2 separate regions of the Urocitellus parryii genome follow, and region 1 is linked to region 2. Evidence: chromatin contacts called from public Hi-C data. All regions are on one chromosome and are shown on one strand. The core of a region is the stretch at or near the end of the contact, and the rest is flanking DNA. Distances in the headings are between cores, read along the strand shown.

Evidence for each region. A called contact is a pair of places that touch in the nucleus more often than the background predicts.
Region 1: a Hi-C map of liver shows a contact between it and region 2, with 5 times the contacts expected there. The contact joins the promoter of Phykpl here to the promoter of Col23a1 in region 2. A contact is called at or near these places in 2 of 2 Hi-C or Micro-C datasets (liver and muscle).

Annotation. Positions count from the first base shown.
Region 1 is chr1:134,559,719-134,566,737 of mUroPar1.hap1, forward strand. It overlaps Phykpl (5-phosphohydroxy-L-lysine phospho-lyase), which reads left to right and starts at 1,408. Exons shown (of 13, transcript XM_026413082.2): 1 at 1,408-1,562; 2 at 2,440-2,558; 3 at 3,710-3,869; 4 at 6,857-6,931. The coding sequence starts at 1,504.
Region 2 is chr1:134,199,822-134,206,814 of mUroPar1.hap1, forward strand. It overlaps Col23a1 (collagen type XXIII alpha 1 chain), which reads left to right and starts at 5,459. Exons shown (of 29, transcript XM_026413108.1): 1 at 5,459-5,927. The coding sequence starts at 5,625.

The DNA of each region.
Region 1 (7,019 bases), core at 158-2,657, 360 kb after region 2:
TCTCTCCTCTCTCCCTTCCTCCCCCCACCCCACCCACCACACACACCCACACATACACACACACACACAAAAAAAAAAAAATTAAAAGCTGAAACTGCAGGGCATAGAGGAACATGGGTCTCTCCAGCAAAGAGGAGGAGCCAGTACATTGAGAAAACCATTGACCGCAGTCCCATTCACACACACAAGGGGCCTTGACCCTCAAAAAAAGAAGTACATGCCATTAACAATTAACCTCTCATGGTTAATTTTAGAATTTTTTCAAGAATTGTGTACAGTTACAAATAAGAAACTCAGTTCAGGAAGATGACAAAGTTCTGTGGGTGGATGGTGGCGACGGTTATACAACAATGGGAATGGACTTACTGTCACAGAATTGTACCGTTAAAATGGCTAAAATGGTAAAGTTTGTTATGTGTATTTTACCACAATAAAAAACATAAGGAATAAAAGAATATAAGAATGTTATTTAATAAATGCCTTAAGCAGTCTACAATTTTATGAGGAAAAGAAGAAATCAGCAATCAGGAAGCCAAGCAGAGAGCTGGGAATCATGAGAAGATAGATACACACCAGCAAGGGTAAGTGTAAGCCTTCCTTCCCAGCGTCCTCAGGAGGCAGTCCAAAGTTCTTCCTTGTTCTAAGGTTCAAGGCAGGAAGTCTTCGTGCCCCCAGGAAGAGGAAGAACCTCTCTGCTCTCCAGGCTTCCAATCCCTTGGAGATCTTTTCTTCTCACTCCCTGAAACTGGAGTCAAGCCTTTAGCAAAGGCCTTTCCCTTCCTGGGTCTCAGTTTCCTGGACAATATAACACAGCTCAGGAGACTTCCCAACTCTCTTCCAGTCTAAACACTGAATCCTCTCAAATTCACCCCGCCTGGACTCCAGCAGGAATCAGGTCCAGCCCTTAGTTAGCCCCAGTAATGCCCCTTGTGCCCTGCTTTCCTGCTGCTCCTGCAGGAGCTGGAGAGGCCTGTCTTCTACTCTGCCGCCCCTGGTGCATACCAGGCCCCAGGTGGATATCATTTGCACATTTTTCATTTAATCCTCACACTGCATCATTTTTTATGCACGGAGATGGCAACTCGTCCAAGCGTAGCCTGCCAGGGTTGAGTGCTGCTCAATCGGGCGCTGGGAACAGCGGCGGGATCACCTGGGGACACTTCTTCCGGGCAAGGGGAGACAACGCACGGGTATGTGAAGCGGGTACGCCAAAAGCGCGTCCCGGAACCAAAGCCAGGACAGCACTCGGCAGGGCGGACGCAAACCCGGCCCGGCGGGAGAAGGACAAGGAATGACTCGCTAGCCGGAAGCCTGCGAAGCTCGTTTGCCAAAATGAAAGAACTAAAGCGAAGTGGGCCACTTGGGGGCGGGGCCTGAGATGCAAACTTGAGGCCAAAGTCTCGGGGGAGTCATGGGCGGGGCCGGGGCGGGGCCCTAGATTCCAAGCGCGCGCGGCCCAGTCTCTCGGCGCTGCGTCTCTGCACCGACTGACAGCGCAGCGCCATGGCCACCGATCAGCGAGCCAAGGCCGACACTCTGTCCCTGCGGCAGCGGCTCCTCAGGTACCTAGGCGCGCGCACGCACGACGCACTCACGCACGACGCGCACGCGCCTCCGGCACAGAGCCCGCGACTTCCCATCCCTTCCCGGCCTTATCCGGGCCGCAACCCCGCGTGTTCTGAAGCTCTGCAGTCCTGGGCAGGCGGTTCCCGCAGCTGCTTCCTCGCAGCGGCTTCCCGCTGGCTCCTGGGCCCACCCTGAGGCTCGGGAACCGATGTCACCCGCCCCGCAGCTCTCGCCACGGGCGCCTGGGGAGGACAGCCTTTGCCCTAGCATCTGGGCGGACCTCGCCCACTAGTGGCCCTTCAGCACGACCAGGGCCTGACTTGAGAGTGATCCTGGGAGGGCTGAAAGTTCAGACCGAGGGTTGGGTGGGGAGTCCTTCACAGCGTTAGAGGAAGTAGGCACTTGACCTGCGAGAGGGGCCCTCAATGGGACATGGCAGGGGAAGAGAAGGCATCCTCCAGCCAGAGCTCAAGACTAGCACACATCTGGGGCAACAGGGCCACTTAACTGGCAAGGAATCTTTAGGGCTGAGAGACAGCTACCTAAGGGTGCCATTCCTTATACAGCCATACAGGGTCCCCGTGGGTCTGACTGGGGCAGCTTCCTTTTCCCAGGATCTGAGCAACTGATGTGGGCACACAGGGAAATGAGCAAGGCCACTGAGGCTTAATATGACTTAAACAATTTTAAGTCTTAGCAACTTCCTGCCCCATCCTTTTCCTTCTTTACTATGGAATGAGGAGCCTGGCAGCAAGGAAAGAGCACTTTGTCCTTAAAGTTTTTGTTCTTTCCAGAAATCAGGAAGAGGTGAGGAGGTAGGTGGTCCCTTCAGGTCTTCAGACATGGCTGTCCACCTCTGGTCTGTCCCCACAGCTCTTCCTGCAGACTTTTTTTCCCTGAGGATCCAGTTAAGATTGTCCGTGGCCAAGGGCAGTACCTGTATGATGAACAAGGGGGAGAATACATCGATTGCATCAACAATGTGGCTCATGGTCAGTATCACCTCAGGCTGGTGGGGCAGGAGAGGAGGCTGAGGCTGTGAATCTGATGCCAGTTGTAGACAGCCTGGCTTGAGCTGAGTCACATCCATGTGCAGAGAACGCCCAGTCTTTGTCAAGTAGCAGTAGAAGTCTCCAGGCAGGAGTCAGAGGTCTAGGTGTGTGGATTCAGTTCCACCTGGGACTGATGATGAGCTCAGAGAGTGACAGCCCAGCCATGACCAGCACTGCAGCACAGCCGTCACCAAGTACAGGGATTATGGCAGGGATTCAGCTACACTGACCATTTCAGGTGCTGGTAAGGAAATTGAAGCAGAAATTCAGTCACTCAGCTAGGACTGCCAGAACTGATGGAAGAAAAGGAGTCCATGAATTAGGAGGCAAAATGGAGGTGAATAAAACAGGTTAAAAGCCAGAGCTCAGGGCTGGAGTTGTAGCTCAGCGGTAGAGGGCTTGCCTCACATGTGTGAGGCACTGGGTTTGATTCTCAGTACCACGTATAAATACATAAATAAAATAAAGGTCTATCAACAACTAAAATATATATATTTTTAAAAAGCCAGGGCTCTAGCTTTTGCTAACTTACCAACTTTGTGATTTTGAACAAGTTTCTTCATTCTCTATACCTATTTGCTCGTCTGCATAATAGACCATGTACTACTAGACATTCACCTCCAAGTGTTCTAGAGAATTATGTGTGTTAACTAACAAAATTTAGTTTTGAATGTGCCTGATGTTAGGCAAGCTCTCAGTGCATGTTCCTTGTTATTATCCTTGGCCTTTGGCAATAAAGATTACCTCCAGCCCCCACCAGCTGGTCAAGTCAAGCCATGTGACAATCACCTCTGATCCTTGCCTCTCAAGGAAAAGGCCTACAGAAGCCTTCTTAAAGGCATAGTTTGTCTAAATAGGATTTCTGCTAGAGAATCTTTTCCTTCTGCTGGAATCCCAGGAACTTCTTTTTAGATCTTCCTTTCCAGATTCATCATCCCCGCCTCCCCCCCTCCCATCTTAAACTCATCTCTTTCCACCTCTCCCTTTGTAACTGCATCTCCCCTGGCTGGGTTTCCAGAATGGGGCTGGGGGAGGCCCAGTGGGACTGGCCGAGTGGAGTCGGCCATTTGATGGAGGTGGCCCTCTTGCAGTCGGGCACTGCCACCCTCTCGTGGTCCAAGCTGCACATGAACAGAACCAGGTGCTCAACACCAACAGCAGATACCTTCACGACAACATCGTGGATTATGCACAGAGGCTGTCGGAGACCCTGCCAGAGAAGCTCTGTGTGTTTTATTTCCTGAATTCCGGGTAAGTGAACTGCAGCCAGCCCCTAGCAAGAGAGTGAGGCACCAAAGAAGAATCACTCACATAGGCACAGCATGGTGTAGGCTTCAGGGAGAGGCTTCTGTGCTTCCTAAGTGTGGATCCTGGTTCTTTTTCTGTTGGATCCAATTTTCTTCTCTTTTAGTAAAGGATGTCATTGCCTCTCTTCCAGGATCATTGTTGGGGCTTGATGAATTAATGTGTTCCTTTATTTCTGCCTTCCATAAGGCCCAAAGACCCCTGCTTAGTAGAAGCAGAAACATCAAATGATTCTTCAAAGAAATATAAAATTACCAAGAAAAGTTATTGTCTGGAGAAAAAGCATATGGTATAATGAGGCCCAAAAATTTGGGGGGACCTGACCTGTTCTGGAAGGTCAGGAAGGTTTCCCTGAGGAAACAATGTTAAGCTAAAAGCTCAGGAGAAAACTAGGGGAAAAGGAAGGAAGGGTGCTTCCTACTCCACCACAAATACTCTTGTCTAGGTCGGTCACCACACGGAACAACTTGTGCAAAGGCCCTGTCATAGGAAGGGGCACAGCATCCTGGCACACTTGAAGAACTGAAAGAGGAAGAGGAAAGGGTGTGAGCTAACTCTGGAGAGGGACCCAGGGCCCATCACCCAAGGACCTTATCCATCAAGTGAGGACACTGTATCCTCAGAGCACTGGGAAGACATCAGAGGGGTTTAGTTAGGGAAGTGATGTCATCAGGGCTGGCAGAAAGCAAGAGTTGACAGGGTTTGGTGCCAATTCAGGGGCCAGGTAAGAGGTGATTGTAGCTTACAATGAGAGTGGCAGTGACAGCAGAATCAGGCAGATGATCATGGCATATCTGAGAAAGAATATTCCAACAATTGTAGGTAGTGGCATTTGGATTATAGTAGTGATTTTTGTTTGTTTTTATGGTGGTATGGAAGCAACCCAGAACCTTATAAATGGTAGACAATCTCTCTACCACTGAGCACTTGCCCAGCCTAGTAATGATGATTATTATTGCCATTGCCATTTATCATTCATCAGTTCCCTGAATTACTTCTAGGAAGTAAAATTTACCATCTTAATTTGACAGATAAGGAAATAGTTCAAAGAAAGGAGCTAAGAAGTGACAGACTAAACTGGAACCCCAGTTGGAAGAGCAGGGAATTGGTGCAGGGTTGGTACTTTCTCAGCAGAGGAGGAAGAGCTATTCCTATTGGCTTATTAACCCACCAAATTCATTCTGTGTAGGTGCCAATGACTTTTATGTTACCAAATCCAGTAATCTTGGCTACCTTTGACTTATCTGTCTTCCAGCAATATTTGACAGAGTGACCGGGCTCTGGAAAATTTTTCCTCTGGTTTCTGGTGCCTTCCTTGTATCCTGCCAGCTTTTCTGGCCACTCCTCCTCTGAATCCTTTATCAATACCTCTTGCTATATTCCTCTGGACTGGTCCTGGGCCATTTTTTCTCTCTGAGTCCTCTTGCTCCATGATCTCATCCATTCCCTCAGTATTAAATATCCGTGTGCTGCTGACTCCCAATTTATATCACAAGCCCAGATGCTTCCCATGTGTTCCAGACTCAAGGTTCTAACTGTTCATTTGACATCTGACAACTTCACATATCCAGAAACAATCAAGACATGTCTTCTGCGACACCTAGTGTGAGACCATTGCACTGGTTCTCCCTGATGTTCCCAGCCACCGACTCCTGGCCTTCCCAGCCCCACCACTGCCATCCTCACATCAGCTCACCTTATAAATGGCATCACTATCCACATCTCTGCTCAAGGCAGAAACGAAATACATGCATTTCTGCTTCAGTCCCATCTTGTCTGTCTCCAAAAAATCCCTTTACTCCAAGCACTTCCCCATCCCCTGCTCTCACCTGGACCTCCTAGGTCTCCTCACTTCCACTTTCATTCCCTTTTGACATATAGCTACAGACTGCCTCCTAAAATGGGATTTGAATCATGTGCTTTCTCTGATTAAAACTCCTCATTGGCTTTGTTGACACTGAAAAGAAAACCCGGGCTCCTTCCCAGCCCTGTGAATGTGGCCCCTGCAGCACTCTGCACTTCTCCTGGCTTGCCCTCCCTAGGCTCTGGCCTTGCTTGTCTTCTCTTGCTTCTCTGACACAAGTTCCTGCCTCCATCAGGGCCTTTGTGCATGCTGCTCCCTCTGCCTGGAATGGTCTCCCTCAAGACTCAGGTGTTATCTCCTTAAAGAGCCACCCTTGACCCTAGCTAGGGTGGCCATAACAAAATGTCAGACTAGGGGACTTCAGCAATGAAGTGTACTATATCATATTTCTAAGAAGCAAAAAGTCCAAGATCAAGGTGTCAGTAGGATTGGTTTCTTCTGAAGCCTCTCTCCTTGACTCACAGAGAGCTGCCTCCTTCTTGTGCCCTCATGTGGCCTTTCATCTGTGTGGAAACATCCCTGATGTCTCTGCATCCAGATTTCCTCTCCTTCTAAGGACACCAGTCAGATTGGATCAGGATACACTGAAGCCCTTCTTTTACCCTACCTCTTCAAAAGCTTTATTTCCACATAAAATCACATATAAGACACTGGGAGTTAGAGCTTCAACATAACAATTTTGGAGCAACACAGTTCAACCCCTAACATGCTGTTATTTAAAGTAGCGCCCATCCAATTCTCCCTTAGTACGCTGGACCCACAGCTAGCACTTACAAAAATGATCACTCTTTGTTTTTTTGGCTTTCATGCACATCAGAATGTAAGTTTCAAGGAGGCCAGGGCCTCCTGTTTTACCTACTCTTTTTACCCCAGAGTTTCACTGAAGGGCTTTAAGAGGGAGGATGATAACAGGGCTGAGCATATAGGAGGCACTTTATGTCTATCAAACAAATGACTAAATGAAGTCCAAGAATCTTCTTGCTGCTGGAAGGGTTCCTCTGTTCACATGGTTTCTCTGTGGAGAACCTTTGGGTGACTGTCCAAGCCGTGCCCACCTTTACTGTTATAGGTCAGAAGCCAATGACCTGGCCCTGCGGCTGGCTCGCCAATACACGGGACACCAGGACGTGGTGGTATTAGACCAGTAAGTGAAACTCATAGCCCTGCCTGCCACTTCCAGGCCCATAGGCTTATTGAGGATCAATGAGACTCTGACCTTGGCTACCTTAGAG
Region 2 (6,993 bases), core at 4,209-6,708:
CTTCCCTCCACCCAGGTGACTTAAATTTTTTCTATTATATATATAGTTTTAAATTTGAAAACCAGTGTTAAATTTTTAAAAGTGCTTGCTTGTAATTAAAAGACAGCATGGGCAAGTACAGTTTTGAGGATGAATGGCTTATGTGATTTGGAGAGGATCTCATTGATAGGGAAATTTAATTTTTAAAAATCTTGATATTTTTTACCTTATGCTTTTCAGAGCACTTTAGAAACAAGTATCAACAACCACATACCTGAGAACAGTGTGGTTTGCTTGCCTATAGAATCAGTTGAATTCAGACCTTGGTACCATGTGTATGTTATTAAGTACTGTATTCTCTCTAGTATCCCCATCTATGAATTGGAGAAATAATACTTAACTTTCTGAAAGTAGTTGTGAGGAGCAAATGAAATAAGTTACATGAAGTGCTGATGGTAATTATTTTTCACCATTTCTTGACTTGTTCCCTCTTTAGTAATTTTTTTTAGCTATAGATGGACACAATACTTTTATTTTGTATGTTTATATTTATGTGGTACTGAGGATCAAACCCAGTGCCTTGCCACATGATAGGCAAGTGCTGTACCACTGAGCTGCAACCGCAGCCCCCCACTATATTCTTTGCAGTATTCTATAGTTTAAGAAATATTTTCCTGTTAGTCCTATAGGAACAATTATAAATGACTGCAAATAAGAGATCATCATTATTTTAATGTTAACATAGTATGTCTTTTTCTATCTTAACTGGGTTTAGACTATATTTAATGTGATTATTGATCTAGGTGGCTCTAGATTCACTATTTTGCTATTTCCGGTTTGTCCTATTCTTTGTTTCGTTTCCCTCTTTTTCTATCTTATTTTTTTCATGATTCCCATTTTATCACTTTTGGTGATTTATTAGCTGTAACTATTGTGTGTTTAGCAATCACTTTAGAGTGTAGTACACAACCTTATCACAGTACACTTTTAAGTGATATTATACAATTTCATATATAAGAATTGCACAATAGTAAACTACCATTTCTTCTTTCCTGATACTATTGTCTTATATTTTACTTAGCTATATATTAAAGACCCACAAAACATTTGTTATTTTTGCTTTAAGCCACTGATTATCTTTCAGTGAGAAATTTCTGGTGCTTTTCAGTCCTTTGTATAAACTCATTTTCCTCTAATATGGTGTTCCTTCTGTGTGAATTGCTTCCATAAACTACTTTTTTTATGTGGGTCCAATGGTGATGAATTCTTCCATCCTTTTGCATGTTTGAGAGTCTAGAAGCCTTTGTTTCTTGAAAGATATATTTGCTAGATATAGAATTCTAGTTTGACAAAATATGTTGCTTTCCTATATTCTGGGTTGCATTGCTTCCAACAAGAAATTGCTATTTTCATTTTTTCTGTATGCTTTTTTTTCTAGTTGCTTTAAGTTTTTTTAATCTTTATTTAACCACTCATTTCAAGCAATTTATAATGTGCCTGCATTGTGTAGTTGTCTTTGTGTTTTTGTGCCTCCGTTCCTTAAACTTCTTGAATTCATAAGTTTATTATCATATTTGGAAAATTAATTTTTAGCCATTCAGAATTTTTATGCCCTCTAGGCACTTGAGTTATGTGTTTATTAGTCCCTTTGAAATTATTGTACAACTCACTGATGCTCTGTTTGTGTTTTTGTTTTTTATGTTTTGCATTATTTTCCTCTTTCATTTTGATTCTTTTGCTGTATTTTCAGGTTTATTAATCTTTCTATAGTGTCTAATCTTCCTTTAATCCCATCCAGTGTATTTTTTTCCACTTTAAATGTAATTTTAATTTTTTTTAATTTTTATTGTTGGTTGTTCAAAACATTACATAGTTCTTGACATATCATATTTCACAAATTTGATTCAAGTGGGTTATGAATTCCCATTTTTACACCGTATACAGATTGCAGAATCACATCGGTTACACATCCACTGTTTCCATCCAGTGTATTTTTCATCTCAAACATTCTCTAGAATTTTATTGTTTTTTTTTAATCTTTCGTGTCTCTACTTGACATTTTCAATCTTTCCTCTAGTTCTTTGAACATATGAATATAGTTATAATTTAATACCTTTATCTAATTCTCTGTCATTTCTAGATTGGTTTTGACCAGTTGCTCTTCTATTCTGGGTCACATTTTCTTACATTCCTGGTAATTTTGCATCTTGTTTTACTCTATTTTGTATCCTTGTAAACTTTATTTCTATTATGAACATGGTTAAGTTATTTCAATCAGTTTGATTTTTTCAGGCTTTAGTTTTAAGCTTTGTTAGGCAATGTTTATTTAGTGTAGGGCTAGTTTTTCCCTCTACTACTTAGTCAGAAACTTTGAGTACTCCACCTCATACCCTCTGAATTATCAGATTTTTCACACTGGCCTTTTGTTAGTTGTGGGTTTGTTTCCACTCAGGATTACAGTCCTCCTTTGGCGTGGTTTCTAACTCCATAGTGGCTGTCCTCCAGTTGTCTGCTCTGCAACTACTAATGGCTTTGGCCTTCGTAAACTCACAGCTTTCTCTCTGCTTTAGGTCAGCTGCTTGGGACCTTTCCCTGTGCTTAGCCTGATAAGAGCATCCTTGGGTTCACTTTGTTTCCCATCTCCCAAGGATCACTGTCCTTATTGTTGCTTGATAGCCAGTGTCTCAAAAACTGCCATTTTATACAGTTAGTTTTCTGTTTGTTTCAGACAGGAGGGTAAATTTGGCTGGTCCCTGTCAATATCTGAATTTTAAAAACTGAACACAGAGTCAGAAGGTAGTTAATTTGCTTCCGATAAATACACTGAGTTGCTAGTAGAGCCAGGGCTGAAATTAAGGCACCAAGTGAAGAGCTGGTGATTTTCCCTATGTGACAATTTCCCTCATGTAATTAGTTTATCCCTTAAAACCTTATAGTTTATTTTTATTTATTTATTTATTTTTTTGCTGGAAATACTTAGATTACATACCCCTGCCTTCTTGAACAGCATATTGAACATATTTAAACTTTGTCATTATTGACTTTATTTATGGTATTCTGCCATGGTTATTAATCCTATCTCACCCAAATCCCTATTTTGTAAAATATTCTTTAATGCTCTTATATTGAAGATTCTGAGTCCTTCTCAATCATCAGACCTCTACACTCTGACTCTGCCCTTTAGGGCTGACCTTTTTTGGAGGTTTGGATAATGGGAGACCCCAGCAGGGAAAAGTTGAGTGATATTTCTCCAGTTCCCTCCTTTCCAGGATACAGTTTGGCAGAAGCTGTGAATTTTACCAAGGGTCAGAGCTCCTCTCACAGCTCTAAGCTTTCACAGGGTTCTGGGAACATTTTTTTCCCTCTTCAGCTAGATGGGGTGGTAATAATGGCTTCCCACTGTAGATAGCATCAGAGTACTTCAGTATCTGGCTGGCTTCCCTTCATTCCATGTAAATTGTCGATATCTTTTCCTTTAGGATCACAACTTGCATATGTAAGAGTGATTTCTTTCTTGCCTTTTAAAATGAGTTGGGGGCAGTAGGCATTTTTCATCTTAATGCATTTATTGAGCACTGACTCTGTGCCAGATAGTGTTCTGTTCTTTGAGAAGACAATGGTGAATGACAAGGGGATATGGTTAAAAGGTAACTTCAATGATAAATGTTCCAACTATGTGCCAGATAGTGTTCTGTTCTTTGAGAAGACAGTGGTGAATAAAGAGTATGTGGTTAAAAGGTAACTTCAGTGATAAATGCCCCCATTCCCTAATCAGTCCTTCTGCGGAGAACTAAAGATAGAAGCACCTTCAATTAGGCAGTTTGGGAAGGAAGGCCTTTCAGACAAGAGGCTGAAGACCTGGAGACCTTGACCTGAAGGATAAGGAGGAACTTGCTATTCAAAGATTAGGGAGGAGGATAATCCAGAAGGCAAGGTAGCAGGGAAGAGCAAAGGCCCAACGGCCTAATGAGCTTGGTTTGTTCAATACACAGAAGCCTCTGGAATACAGTGAATAGTACAGGCACTAACATTAACATAGGTTTCTTTTTTTAATAAGGACAATTTACATGTTTTTATAGTAAGAATGAATACTAACTTGTAATATGATGTTAGTCCCTTTAATGAGTAGATGATCAAGTTTGCTTAACAGGTACTTCACAGATTATTTATTGACCATACACTCAATTTTATCATAAGGCCAAGACTGTATAACCATCCAACCATAACCCCAATTTATGCAAGGCCACAGCTACAAAGTTGCAGATGTGAGATGCCAACCACCTTCTGTTTCTTATCAAGCAATTTCTAGGGTACCTTTGCCCTCAAGGAAGCAGGAGGAACCTGTTAGCTGTAGGCTTCAACAGTTTTAAGAGAGAAGTAATCCATCTGCAAAAAAATAAGATATCCAGAAAAATGAGAAAGAAGAGAGGTACATCTTTTTCTAAAAGACAATCTCAGAGTTGTCCAAATTACAAAGATCTAATACACTAGTGGTGGTTAATTGGATACCAGAGGAGTTGCTTGGGACCCATTTTGGGCTATAAATGTGCCTGATAGAACTGCCAGCAAGCAGAAAGCCTTCCTCTCCTCTCCTGCCAAGACTGGGCCACTTCTGCAAGTAAGTTTTATTCTCTTCTCTGGACACAACTGTATCTAGAGCTTTTCTGCCTTAACGCCATGATGTAAATATGCAGCACGATGGCAGTTCAGGTTAAATATGACACATATTAGATGATTATTTTTGGCTGAGTTATGTTTCTACCGCAAAATTAAGTCATCGAGTTCAGAAGCTGGAGTTCCTTTCCACATCTTTTCCCATTTGTTATATAGTCTGTTCTCAACTAACTTCTCCCTTTGGGTCAGAAACAAAGTCTTCTCATCTTGTTTCTAGCACCATACCTAACCTATAATACATGGTGAGAGAATTAAGATTCTAACAGGCATCTTTCTCTTTGTCTCAATCTGGGTTCTGACTGTGTCTCTAAATGCCAATCTGCAGACGTCTTTTTTGGCCGCCAAGCGGCGCTAAGCCACCATCTAGGACCGAACCACTGTTTTCCTCAGGATTTGGAGTTTGAACTTTTATTTAAAAAGTGTCCGAAAGGTTAAATCACAAAAGTTTAGGTGAATGCTCCCAAGGCACAATTGGCGCTCCAAAATGAGTGGGCTGCAGAAGACGCACTGACTCTCTGGACGCATGTCGTACTTTTGGGGATCGCTGTGGAGACCATGGCCTGGAAGTCACAAAGGCGCTCACGCTGGGATGTATGTAACCCGGCGCCCGGGCCAGGTGAGGGCTGAGGGCGCGCGGCGCACTGGGTCAGTCTGGCTCACCCGAATAGCTCTCAAGAGCTGACTCCCTTCTCGCCCCCGCCCCTCGCCGAGGGAGAACGACCAGGCCGCTCCTCCCCTGGGTGGGTCCCGGCTCCTTTTCTGGCAGGGTCTATTTGCATAGAGGAAACTGTCCGAAGTGGCCGCTGTGGAGGAGCTGGCGAGGAGAAGGGGGCGTGCGCCGCGATCCGCTACTACCCGAAGGCCAAGCCCCGCGCTGGGACGTCCTCGTGCCTCGGGCTCTCCTGTGCGCTCAGTCTGCTGCCCCAGTTCTGCGTGGTACCCTCGGAGAGCCCTCGTGCGTCAAGCACGCCATGAGTCTAGGCGAGCGCGCCGGTGGTGGCGGGAGCTGCGACGACGCGCAGAAGAGCAGCCCCGCTGGGAGCGGAGGCGGAGGGCGCCCCGCGACGACCGCCGGGTCGCGGGCGGTGAGCGCGTTGTGCCTGCTGCTCTCCGTGGGCTCGGCGGCCGCCTGCCTGCTGCTGGGCGCCCAGGCAGCCGCGCTGCAGGGCCGGGTGTCGGCGCTCGAGGAAGAGCGGGAGCTCCTGCGGCGCTCGGGGCCGCCGGGCACCCTGGACGCCTGGGCCGAGCCGCACCTGGAGCGTCTGCTGCGCGAGGTGAGGCGCTCGGGAGCGGGGCAGGGGTGGTCCCACCGGAATCCGGGGACGGGGGAGCTGGGGGAAGGTCAGTGCTCCGAGAGCCAGGGGCGGCGTGTCTGTTGCCCTGGGGAGGGGTCGCCCTGGGGCTGGGCGCTGTAGAGGACATCTAGGAGGCCCACACCAGGATGGAGACTGGGGCTGCCGACCCAGAGTGGTCCTGCTGTCTTTGCTCCCTCCTCAGAATCTTCTGCCAGGGTTTGCGGATAGGGGGAAAGAAAGCCAAAAGAACCATTTAGGGGAACAGCAGGAGAAGGGAAAATTAAGACCACAGACTTGGAGTAACTGTCCTGGGAGCTGGTCTTCTCAGTTGTGTGCACTAGGACACAGTACTTCCCGCCTGCGGTGGAGAGCCCCAGTTAATGACAAGGCTCACGCTGGAAGTGTCCGCAGACTCTAGTTCCCATCACTGGTCTACCTGAAGCAGCCGGTGGCCACAGTAGAGGGAAACTTAAGACAAGCTTCAGGGTCTTGGAGGGGTCGCATTAGTCCTAGGTGCTAACTAAAGTTTGGAAACTAAAGTTTGGAAGCAGCTCCATCCTGGATATGCTATGCCCCCAGGCTGCCGTGACTGAGCGCGGTGTCCACATTAGCTGGGTAGGTTGAGGGGAAGTAAAAACAAGGCCCGACATCTACATTCTGGTTTCGAGTGATGCCACCTGAGCAGTGGGGACGCATCGCATCCTGAGTTGTCACACCTGCAATGCGAATTTGATCCATCCCCCAACTCCAGGTTGGTAATGTCCTGTGAGTCTCTGAGATTCATCTAAAGAGTTAGGATTGCTGTCTTCAGAGCAGGAGCCACATTTGGGACCTCAAAGTTGGTTTTAGTTTCCGGGTTTGGTGCATTAGTTCTCCCCATAGAACAGGAACAGGCACCAATGCACTGGCCAGAGCTGCTTTTGGCCTTGCCATCTCCCCTGCCTGAGTGGACTCTTCCTCTTGGGAAGGGTGGCTACCCAAGATCCCAAAGGACATCCTCAAGTGCTGTAGGAAATGAGGCAAGTGTTTCATGGTAGAGGACAGG